Linked DNA regions of Rattus norvegicus: region 2 is linked to region 1. The links are chromatin contacts, called in public Hi-C maps. All regions are on one chromosome and are shown on one strand. Each heading gives the region's core, a stretch centred on a gene start, on an enhancer-like site or on the middle of the called end of the contact. The rest is flanking DNA. Distances are from core to core; before and after follow the strand shown. Region 1 holds the start of Ildr2 (immunoglobulin-like domain containing receptor 2). Region 2 overlaps Ildr2 (immunoglobulin-like domain containing receptor 2).

The links. A called contact is a pair of places that touch in the nucleus more often than the background predicts.
Region 2: a Hi-C map of prefrontal cortex shows a contact between it and region 1, with 1.7 times the contacts expected there. The contact joins the enhancer-like site here to the promoter of Ildr2 in region 1. A contact is called at or near these places in 2 of 12 Hi-C or Micro-C datasets (frontal cortex and prefrontal cortex).

Annotation. Positions count from the first base shown.
Region 1 is chr13:81,049,334-81,053,809 of GRCr8, forward strand. It overlaps Ildr2 (immunoglobulin-like domain containing receptor 2), which reads left to right and starts at 2,390. Exons shown (of 11, transcript XM_008769713.3): 1 at 2,390-2,580. The coding sequence starts at 2,535.
Region 2 is chr13:81,099,151-81,103,626 of GRCr8, forward strand. It overlaps Ildr2 (immunoglobulin-like domain containing receptor 2), which reads left to right. Exons shown (of 11, transcript XM_008769713.3): 7 at 1,308-1,421. It overlaps LOC120096307 (a long non-coding RNA gene), which reads right to left. Exons shown (of 4, transcript XR_005492613.2): 1 at 3,276-4,476. Among named protein-coding and RNA genes, the nearest start is that of Ildr2, 50 kb to the left of the region's middle. Within about 2 kb of position 2,546, at least 17 of the 93 cell types and tissues checked have an H3K27ac peak or open chromatin away from gene starts, as enhancers often do. A contact at or near this core is called in prefrontal cortex, where this site is marked.

The sequences.
Region 1 (4,476 bases), core at 1,140-3,639:
TACGTTTTGAACAAACTTCTCAACCAGACGTTGTATGTACAAATATAGGCATTCAATAAATAGCAGATCATAGTACAAATACATTGATATTCCAGCCCTTTGATGCAGACATACTTTTTGTAGTAGAAAGCATACATTTTGAAGCCAGATGATTTGGGATCAAATTCTAGCTCTACCATTTACTGGCTTCTTGATCTCAAAGGTATTAACGACAATCTTTATATCCAAGTTTCCTCATTAGGATTAAACAAAGAATTTAGTAAAAACACCCACAAACTTGCTTAGATCCTAATAAGAAACCATCTTAATTTCTAATTTTTTTGGAGTGCTTAAAGGATATAGTTCTCAAATTTCTCTCATAGAGCTTATTACTCAGGCCTCTTACTGGTATACAGATCATTCAGATTAAGTGAAAAGACCGTCTATGAAACGCAGTGAGTGGCTCTAAGATTTACTAGAAACCTGAAGATCCAAATGCAGGAGACAAGTGGGAACCTAGAGAGACCACACCAGGACCGCAGCTCAGATCACACCCCTGCACAGTGTGACCACTTGGTCTCCATCCAACACACCTGGCCCTGGCCCCAGATGTTGCTGCTACCTCTGGGCAAAACTGGTTCTCCAGTGCCCCTACTTCTTGTGCCCGATACTTGATCCAGATTGAGAAACCTACGAGTGACGAGAGGTCACCCTGGCCATGCTGGGGCCAGGAGCCTATCCTCCAGCTTCTGTAGTCAAGAGGTGACTAGACTTTCTGGCTTCTTTCTGTATTTGGAACTGTCCAGATATGCAAAAGAAACCCAGAAGGCAAGTCCTGGTGAGAGGCCACCATCAAGCCCTCTCCTTATTCCACAAGTGACCCCGTGCACATCACCCCCGCTTTCACATGCATCAGTTCTTAGGCTGAGGGATTTCTGTTTCCCAGTTCGCGCGCACTTTTCGGTCCTCGGGCATTCTTCCTCCCTCCCTCTAGCCAGAAGATGGGTGCCTGCTTCTTTAGCGCTACCAATTCGCAACAGTCCAAATCTTGTCCCATCTTTCAAGTGCTAACGCAGTTGTCTCTTTTATTGTGGTCATCAGCCCCACCCCTGGCACTAACTTGCTCTTTCCTGAGTCCACCCGATCTCTTCCCTGTCTTTCCCAAGATGACACTGGCACAATTTTTACAGCGAATATGCATCCTGCCTTTAATAGTCTGGCCTTTTTTTTTGGTTCTTTTTTTCGGAGCTGGGGACCGAACCCAGGGCCTTGCGCTTCCTAGGCAAGCGCTCTACCACTGAGCTAATTCCCCAACCCCATAGTCTGGCCTTCTTCCTTGCCTGGACCCAAGATGAGGCTCCTCAAGGACACGGAGCCTACACCATTACTCATCCTGTAGCCTTAGTTGTTAGAGCCTAGGAGAACCTTCGTATATATTTGCTAACCCAAGCAAGCGTTTCTCAGCGCTTTCTCAATGTATTGTGAGTATTTCCCAACAGACAGGAGACAACTCCATTTTAAAAGTGGGCATAACCCATGGAAATGTGCTTCGCAAATGGCGAATATATAGGTGTAGGCCATTTCAATCTCTCCTCTCCTCTCTCCTCTCCTCTCCTCTCCTCTCCTCTCCTCTCCTCTCCCCTTCCCTCCTCCTCCTCCTCCTCTTCCTCTTCCTCTTCCTCCTCCTCCTCCTCCCTCTTCTTCTTCTTCTTCTTCTTCTTCTTCTTCTTCTTCTTCTTCTTCTTCTTCTTCTTCTTCTTCTTCTCTCTCTCTCTCTCTCTCTCTCTCTCTCTCTCTCTCTCTCTCTCTCTCTCTCTCTCTCTCTCTTTCTCTCTTAAAAACCCATTTTCTGTTAACAGGAAAAAAATGTTGCCTAGTGGGTTTCTCCCCTGTGGATTCCAATTTGGCTGAGGCCTCTTGATTCTTTGAACCAGAATGCATCAGATAGGACACAGAAAACAAAACAAAACAACAACAAAAAACAAACCATACACAGAAAACAAACAAACAAAACCCACGTAGGTCTGAGCCCCAGGAGAAGTTATGCCAAGTCCTTGTAGCCTTTCTGTCCCTAAAGGTAAGGTTGCCACGAGCAGATGGAGACATGGGGTCCTGCATGGTGGCCTGAGTAGAGTGTGGACCGCAGTCCCCCGCCACAGGAGGCGCTGACCTCCTAGACCCCGGACTAGCCCCTAGCACGTGACTGAGAAACTTTGGCGGGCGGCGGCGGCGCGGGCGGCGGCGCGGCGGTCGAGCTCCCCCGCGCGGCGAGCTCTGCTGCGGGGAGTCGCTCGCCCCGCACCGCGCTGCTTGTGCGTGCGGGAACGGCCCCCGCAGCCCAAGCGGACTCTGGAGCTGGCGGCAGCGCGCCTCTCGCAGGCGGCGGCGTTCAGCGCCCGGGGCCGGGCTGCGCGGCCAGCCCCGAGGGCTGCTGCGCCAGGGACGCGCTGGGCCCGCGCTCCGCCGCCGCCTGCTGCCGCGAGGTCATCGAGATCCTAGCGTGCCAGCCGCTGCCAGCTTTCCCCACTCTGGATCTGAATGGGAAGTTGGGGAAAATGGATAGGGTCGTGTTGGGGTGGACCGCTGTCTTCTGGTTAACAGGTAAGAAGAGTCCTTTGCTACAGAGACGGATAACTTTATATGTATTCCCACAGTGGTGGTGTTCCACTCCAGCCTCGTTTTCCTCCTTTTTGACGGTGTGTTAGCGCTGCTTAGCCTGTGTGTGTGTGTGTGTGTGTGTGTGTGTGTGTGTGTGTGTGTGTGTGTGTGTGTGTGGATGGATGGATGGTGGGGGAGGCAAAGAACTGGATGGAGATGCAGGTGTTTGACTCACTACCGCTATGAGGCTGTTCTTGGGATGTCTATTTCCCCTCCAGACAATGGCTCTTCCTCCTTCTTTCTCCGAGTTTCTTAGGCTCGAGTCCTGGGCAAAGCCTGGGGAAAGCTCAGAAGGGGTTGATTCATTAACAGCACTGGTTTTCTGGAGGAGGGGGTAGGGGAGTGAGTGTCTCTCCAGCTACTTCCCGGGAGAAGGAGGGAGACCCAGAGGCCTTCTCTGGGGCTCTCCGGCTGCAGGGGAAGGGGTTTGGGAAGATGAAGAACAGGCTTGATTGGCCCTGGAATTTAAGGCCTGATCAGTCTTACCGGAGCCATTTGGAGAAGAAGAACGACAACGCCCCTCCCCCCAACAAGGTTAATTTGCATGGAGGCTCTGAGGTAACTTTGGAGATGCCTCTGGTGCACCTCTCCTTTTGTGAACTTTCTTCCCATCTTCTGGTGTCAGGAGAAGCCCTTGTTTGTAACACTGTGTACAATTCTGCAATTCTGGGTTAAGGAACAAGTGGCCCTGGGGTGGCCACCACAGATTCACAGCCCCGCTGAAGGGAAAATGGGACAGGATGAGGAGGGTTCGGATGGCCGGGGGTGAGTCAGAGGCAACCAAAGAGACAGTGGAGGAAACAGAATAAGGTGTCAAAAGGTCACGCTTGATAGGATCCGGTCAGTCACAGGCAGAAGAGAAGAGAGCAAAAGGCTGCAAGAAGAAAAAAGTTTGTTTCCTCTGGGGTATCCACCAGCTCCAGAGGGATGCAGAAGGGTGGGGTGAGATGGAGACACTAGGAAAATGGGATCCAGCTTAAAATAGCTGAAACAAATCCCTGGAACGGGAGGAAGGCAGATGCTCCCTCTTCTTTTACCCTCAGAATGAAATTATCAATTGTCTGATTTCTTTCCCCGTCGCCCTTTCCCCGTCGCCCTAACAGCGCTCTTGCCCCCAGCTGGGATGAGGTGGGGGGTGGCACCCTCAACAGAGTTAGCCTCTTATCTTGGCTGCTCTGAGTTCATCCCTCCCACATTATTCAAATATGAATCATCTAATTCCAGGGTTTGGCTGATCCACGCTTCTGCCTTCTCTGGCCTCCCAGTGCTTTCCACTGCCGCCCTCACAGATCCTAGCTCGGAATTGCCTCTACCCCTTTCTCAGTTACCATCTTCCAGGGGACTTGGACTTGCGGCCTGTGTCATGGCTTTTGAAGTCAGGAGGGCATCTTAGGAGGTCCATGAGTCAGAGATGCTTTTCTGGATGACCCCCACCCCCATACTGGGTCTGCCCACTCAGAGAGAGTGGGAGAAAAACATATGGTCTCTCTAGATGGCTAACAGGTTCTTATGAAATGGAAACCTATTAGTGGGGGGACCACGGGAAATCTAGCTCAGCCCCACCTTGGTGCAGAGGGACAGTATGCGTATTTGAATCTGGAGTGCACTACGGTCCCCCAGGGCCCCAGCCAGACTTCTGTACACCAGCTCCACCTGCTTCCCTGGGTTTCTGGTGGGAAGCTCTGGTGCTTTATTTTTGCATGGAGGGAGGTGCTGCATTGTCTGTGCCTTCTGCCTTCTGCACCTGGAGAGCTGGCTCTGCCTGGAAACAGGCAACAGGTTACTTGTCAGGGAGTCTCAGCAGTGTCAGATGGCAGGGGTGATGTGCAAGGGAGGCTG
Region 2 (4,476 bases), core at 1,296-3,795, 50 kb after region 1:
TCCTTCGGCTTCACTATTTTGCCTTCTTCATCTACCTCTTTTAAACCAACCAACCAACCAACCAACCAACCAACCAACCAACCAAAACCAAAAACAAACCCTGCCCCTCCCTCTACACTTTAGAGAGTTTTGACACCCTAATCCAGTTAAGCTTCAGCCAGTGAGACCACACAACTCGGTGCTGCCAAGTATTTCTTGTTATGCCCTAAAACTCCTCCTTTGCCTGAGTTTTCAACCACAAAATATGGCTACTTAAACCTCCTTTAAAACTTAAAGTTACGTGCAGGGACAACAGTCCCTACGTGTGTGGTCATGAAGAACAGCCATCCTGGTAAAGGTCAGCAGAGCACCGGGCACATTGTCAGTGTCCTGTATGTGTTGTCTGGTTGCCCCTCATGCCCCCTCCTCATCCTCATTTCCTCCTATTTGTCTGCTATGCCTATTGTCCTGTCACCCATTGGGCTGGTGTGGGGCTAGACTTACGTGATGCAGGGCATTAACAGGTTGGGAACTGATGGAGATCTAGGGGATAGGATTATTTCCCCTGCTTTTTGGGGGGGGGGGGATTTTATTAAGCCCTGGAAAATAAACCCACCTGTTTCTAACCACAGAGCAGCAGGTCGAGTTAAATTAGTCACATCTGAAATGTGGCATCCCTTTTCCTAAAAGGAAAATGCTAAGGAAATAAGCTGGAAGTGTGATTAGAAATCTCTCTGTTGTGCGGCTTGTTTTGTGCCTCTGTGTATGTAGTCTAGAATCTAATATTAGCTCTTAGGCACGCACCATCCAGTTTAAGGGATTTTTCCCCCCCATCTCCCAGGCAACTAGAGGCTTTCAGCCTGCCTCTGTGGGAGTCTGGGATGCTTGGAGATCTGTCTGTCTTAAAGTTAGTGCACCTCTACCAAGCGAAGGTAAGGACTTCACGCTGGAGACTGACATGTGCCCTCAACCGAGAATGGGGTCTCTTTCCCTTCTGGATAGCGTGAGCTTGCTCCTCCGCTGGAACTCAAAAGCCATGCAGAGAGGAGCCTTTAGCATAGCTGTAGAGGTTCAGACGACAGGAGGGAAACTAGCAAATGACTGAAAAGCGCACTGCGGTGGATTTGCTTGTTGACCTCCAGGATCTACGTCCCGATGACGTCCTCTGATGGAGGATCTGAAGTGTACCCCCCCGTGTATAAACTGTGGTTTATTATTTCTGGGTGATTGTTCTGACTGGGAACTGTGGTTTCTGCTTGGTAAAAATGAGTGGAGGCCTCCTTTTCGTTTTCTGTTTTTAGCTCACCCTCCTGTGCTTTCTTCCACAGTTCGCAAAGGTTACCGGATCCAAGCTGACAAAGAGAGAGACTCCATGAAGGTCCTGTACTATGTCGAGAAGGAGCTGGCTCAGTTTGATCCAGCCAGGAGGATGAGAGGGAGATGTGAGCATCTGTTCGTTTCGGGTGATCAGGGCTTCATTAAGGATTTGGTAGCCGAAGAGGAGATGGGGAGGGTCATCGGATTTGAAGCTGTGAGCCAGTAGGCTTGACACTACCCCCGAAAAGTACCTCTAAGAACACGGAAGGGAATAGAAGGGGATTCTAGTGGCAGTGTGCAGTAGTCACATGTGGTTGTGGGGGCAGTCTGTGTCCATTGCTATGACGACGACATAATCCTGGCTTTATAATGTTTCATTCGAACAGTCCCCTCATATTACTCTATAAGCAATCCTCAAAAAACAGTTACTCAAGACGTGGGATGGCTCAAGCAGTACAGTCATTGCTGAGCGAGTATGAACTCAGATTCCTCACACTAGTGCAAGCACGAGGACCCACGGACCAACAGAGGACATCTCTAGCCCCAGCCCAGAGCTGGCAGAGACAAGCCAATCCCAGGAGTTCAATGGGCACCCATTCTACTCAGTCAGCAAACTCAGGTTCAGTGAGAGAGTCTTTTTCAAAAAGTAAGGTCAAGAATATCAAGGAAGATATGTCAACCTCTTGCATTTACATACATGAGCACATGCACATGTGCACAGACACACATGCACACTCAAGTGAACATTCACTATCAGCTTCTTCCAACCTGAAAGGCCCTAGTATTGAACCACCCAGAGGCTGACTTACCACATGGAGGGGTCAATGAATGTGAAAGAAGAAATCTAGTAAATAAATCTAGGGGAAAGAGGCTGGCTTCCCTCTGAGATGCCCAAACCATAGAGATTTCAGGGTGAGCAAAGAGACTGCACTTCTTGTCAAAGAACCGTTTAATTAGTAAGTCTGTCGGTGGCAGGGCCCCAACCCTTAACTTATCCAAAGCCCTTGGAGGCTGCAGCTGACACTGCCGATTCTTTAGAGTGGGTTCCAAATTACTGTCTATCATGGGAGGCAGAACAGGGCAGGTCTGACTCGGATGGGCTAATTATCAAGAGGTGCTGGCAAGCCTGCTAGTGAGGTCACTAGGCACTTTCTTTGAACCCTCTTCTTCTTGGAACCAACAAGAGACATGATGGAGCTGTTGGGGAAACAGTCCCAGACTGGAGGAACTTTATTCAGATTAAGGACAACATATTCCACCCAGTTTTACAATTCTAAATTCATCCTGTCTGGGCTGCAGCCATGGCTGCATCCTCCCACCTCGTGGACTATAAAAAGACCATCTCCAGATTGGAATGTCAGGAATGCAGATGTCACCACACTTGACAAGCTGGTTGTAACAGTGTTGTCATGGATCTCTGTAAGGGGACAGAGACAGAGAGAGCCCTAGATCAAGGAGAAGCCAGGCAAGAAATCTACCAGTATCACAGCTTAGAGGAAAAGTTAATGACAGAGATCAAAAGGATGCACTTGAGTGTATGTGGCTTATCTTGGGCTGACTACCTTGACCTGAAAGGTATTCAGGAACTGGCTGGTCTCAGCCTGGTGGAGCCTCAGAGTTGAAAGGGATTGGAGAGCTGCTCCATGTCAGCTTGTGCAGTGTTCAGATGAGGAAGCAGAAGCTCAGGGAGTATATCGATAGAATTAGAAGAACTCAGATGGGATGATTCCCAATCTCGTGACTCAGGCACAAAAGCTTTTGAGCTAAGGCTAGACTGGCCTCCTCACTGTGATATAACCAGTGCTAGCATGTGGCCAGGGCCTAGACTAGAACTCAGACCACCAAGTACCTGTGGATTGACAGTACAACAGTTGTGTGGACGGACACAGGAACAATTTACTCTGAAGGTTGGCTCTATTCCAAAGAGCAGGGCGGATCAAGGACTGGGGCCATTTTTAAAAATCTCATAAAATAGATACCTTGGTTTCACAGATTCTGTAAGAATTGGGGGTGTGACGTCCAGGTTCTTGAATTTGCTGGCCACTGTGGTTCTCCTTTGGTAATCACTCCTAGATGCTTACATTCTTGGGATGTCTAGAACAAGAATCTACAAACAATATCTCCTGGACACACGTATAGATAACAATTTCTGGTTTTTGGTTTTTTTTTTTAAAGTTTTATTGGATCGCAGCCAGGATAACTTGCTTATCTATGTCCTATAACTTCTTGAGTGGCAGAACTGAATGGTTCTAACCAGTGTGGCTCACAAAACCTGAAATGTTTATTCCCTGGCTGGTCCTTTACAGAAAGCGTTAGTGTATCCCCGTCCCACACTGGCATTATGTCTGTCAAGGGCTGCGCTGACGTCATGTTCTACTTGGCAGAAAGTTTAGTGTAACATACACCCTGGACAGCTTGTTACTATGAGTGGTCAAATGGTGACAGTTCTTACAATCAGGAAAAATGAAAAGGGTCAAGTATTCCTTAAAATTTAGAGAAAGATCTGAGCCAACGATGTAACTCGTGGGGATTGTGAGGGAACATTCTAGATTTTAACCAATAGTCTGTGAGCTGCTTTCTTCGAAGATGGGCATAAAGGCTGGAGAGGTGGCTCGGTGGGGAAGAGTGCTTGCTGTGCAGGCATGAGGACCTGGCTTTAGATCCTGGCATGTATGTGAAAAGCTGGTCATGGTTGCAGTTTCCCGTAACTCCCGCTCTGTGAGGGGTAGAGACACCAACCAGCCTAGCTCCAAATTCAGTGAGAGAATTAGGTGAACACGTAAAGTCCTCAGGCTTCCAGATACCAACACACACCACATCTTTCTCTTTAAGAGGTTTATGTTTAAATTTTGATTATAATTTAATACCAAATGATCCCATGAGTAAATTGTCACCCCTGTGTGCTCTCAGTTAAGGCAACACTAGGAGGTCCTGCTGTTGTATAAAATTCCTCCGACCCTCCCATTCCCACAGGGGATGGAAGGAAGGCAGAGGGAATCCAAGAAAACACATCTCTGCCTCCCACCTCTACTCTTGGCTTTACCTTTCACCCAGCAGCAAGGACTAGTAAATGTTGTCTCTAATAGTATTTTTGAAGTCTCAGTGGAAAGATTTAGAAAACAAGTGGATTCAGTTACATTACAAATAGGTCACTAGATTTAAGTAAAACAAATCCAATAC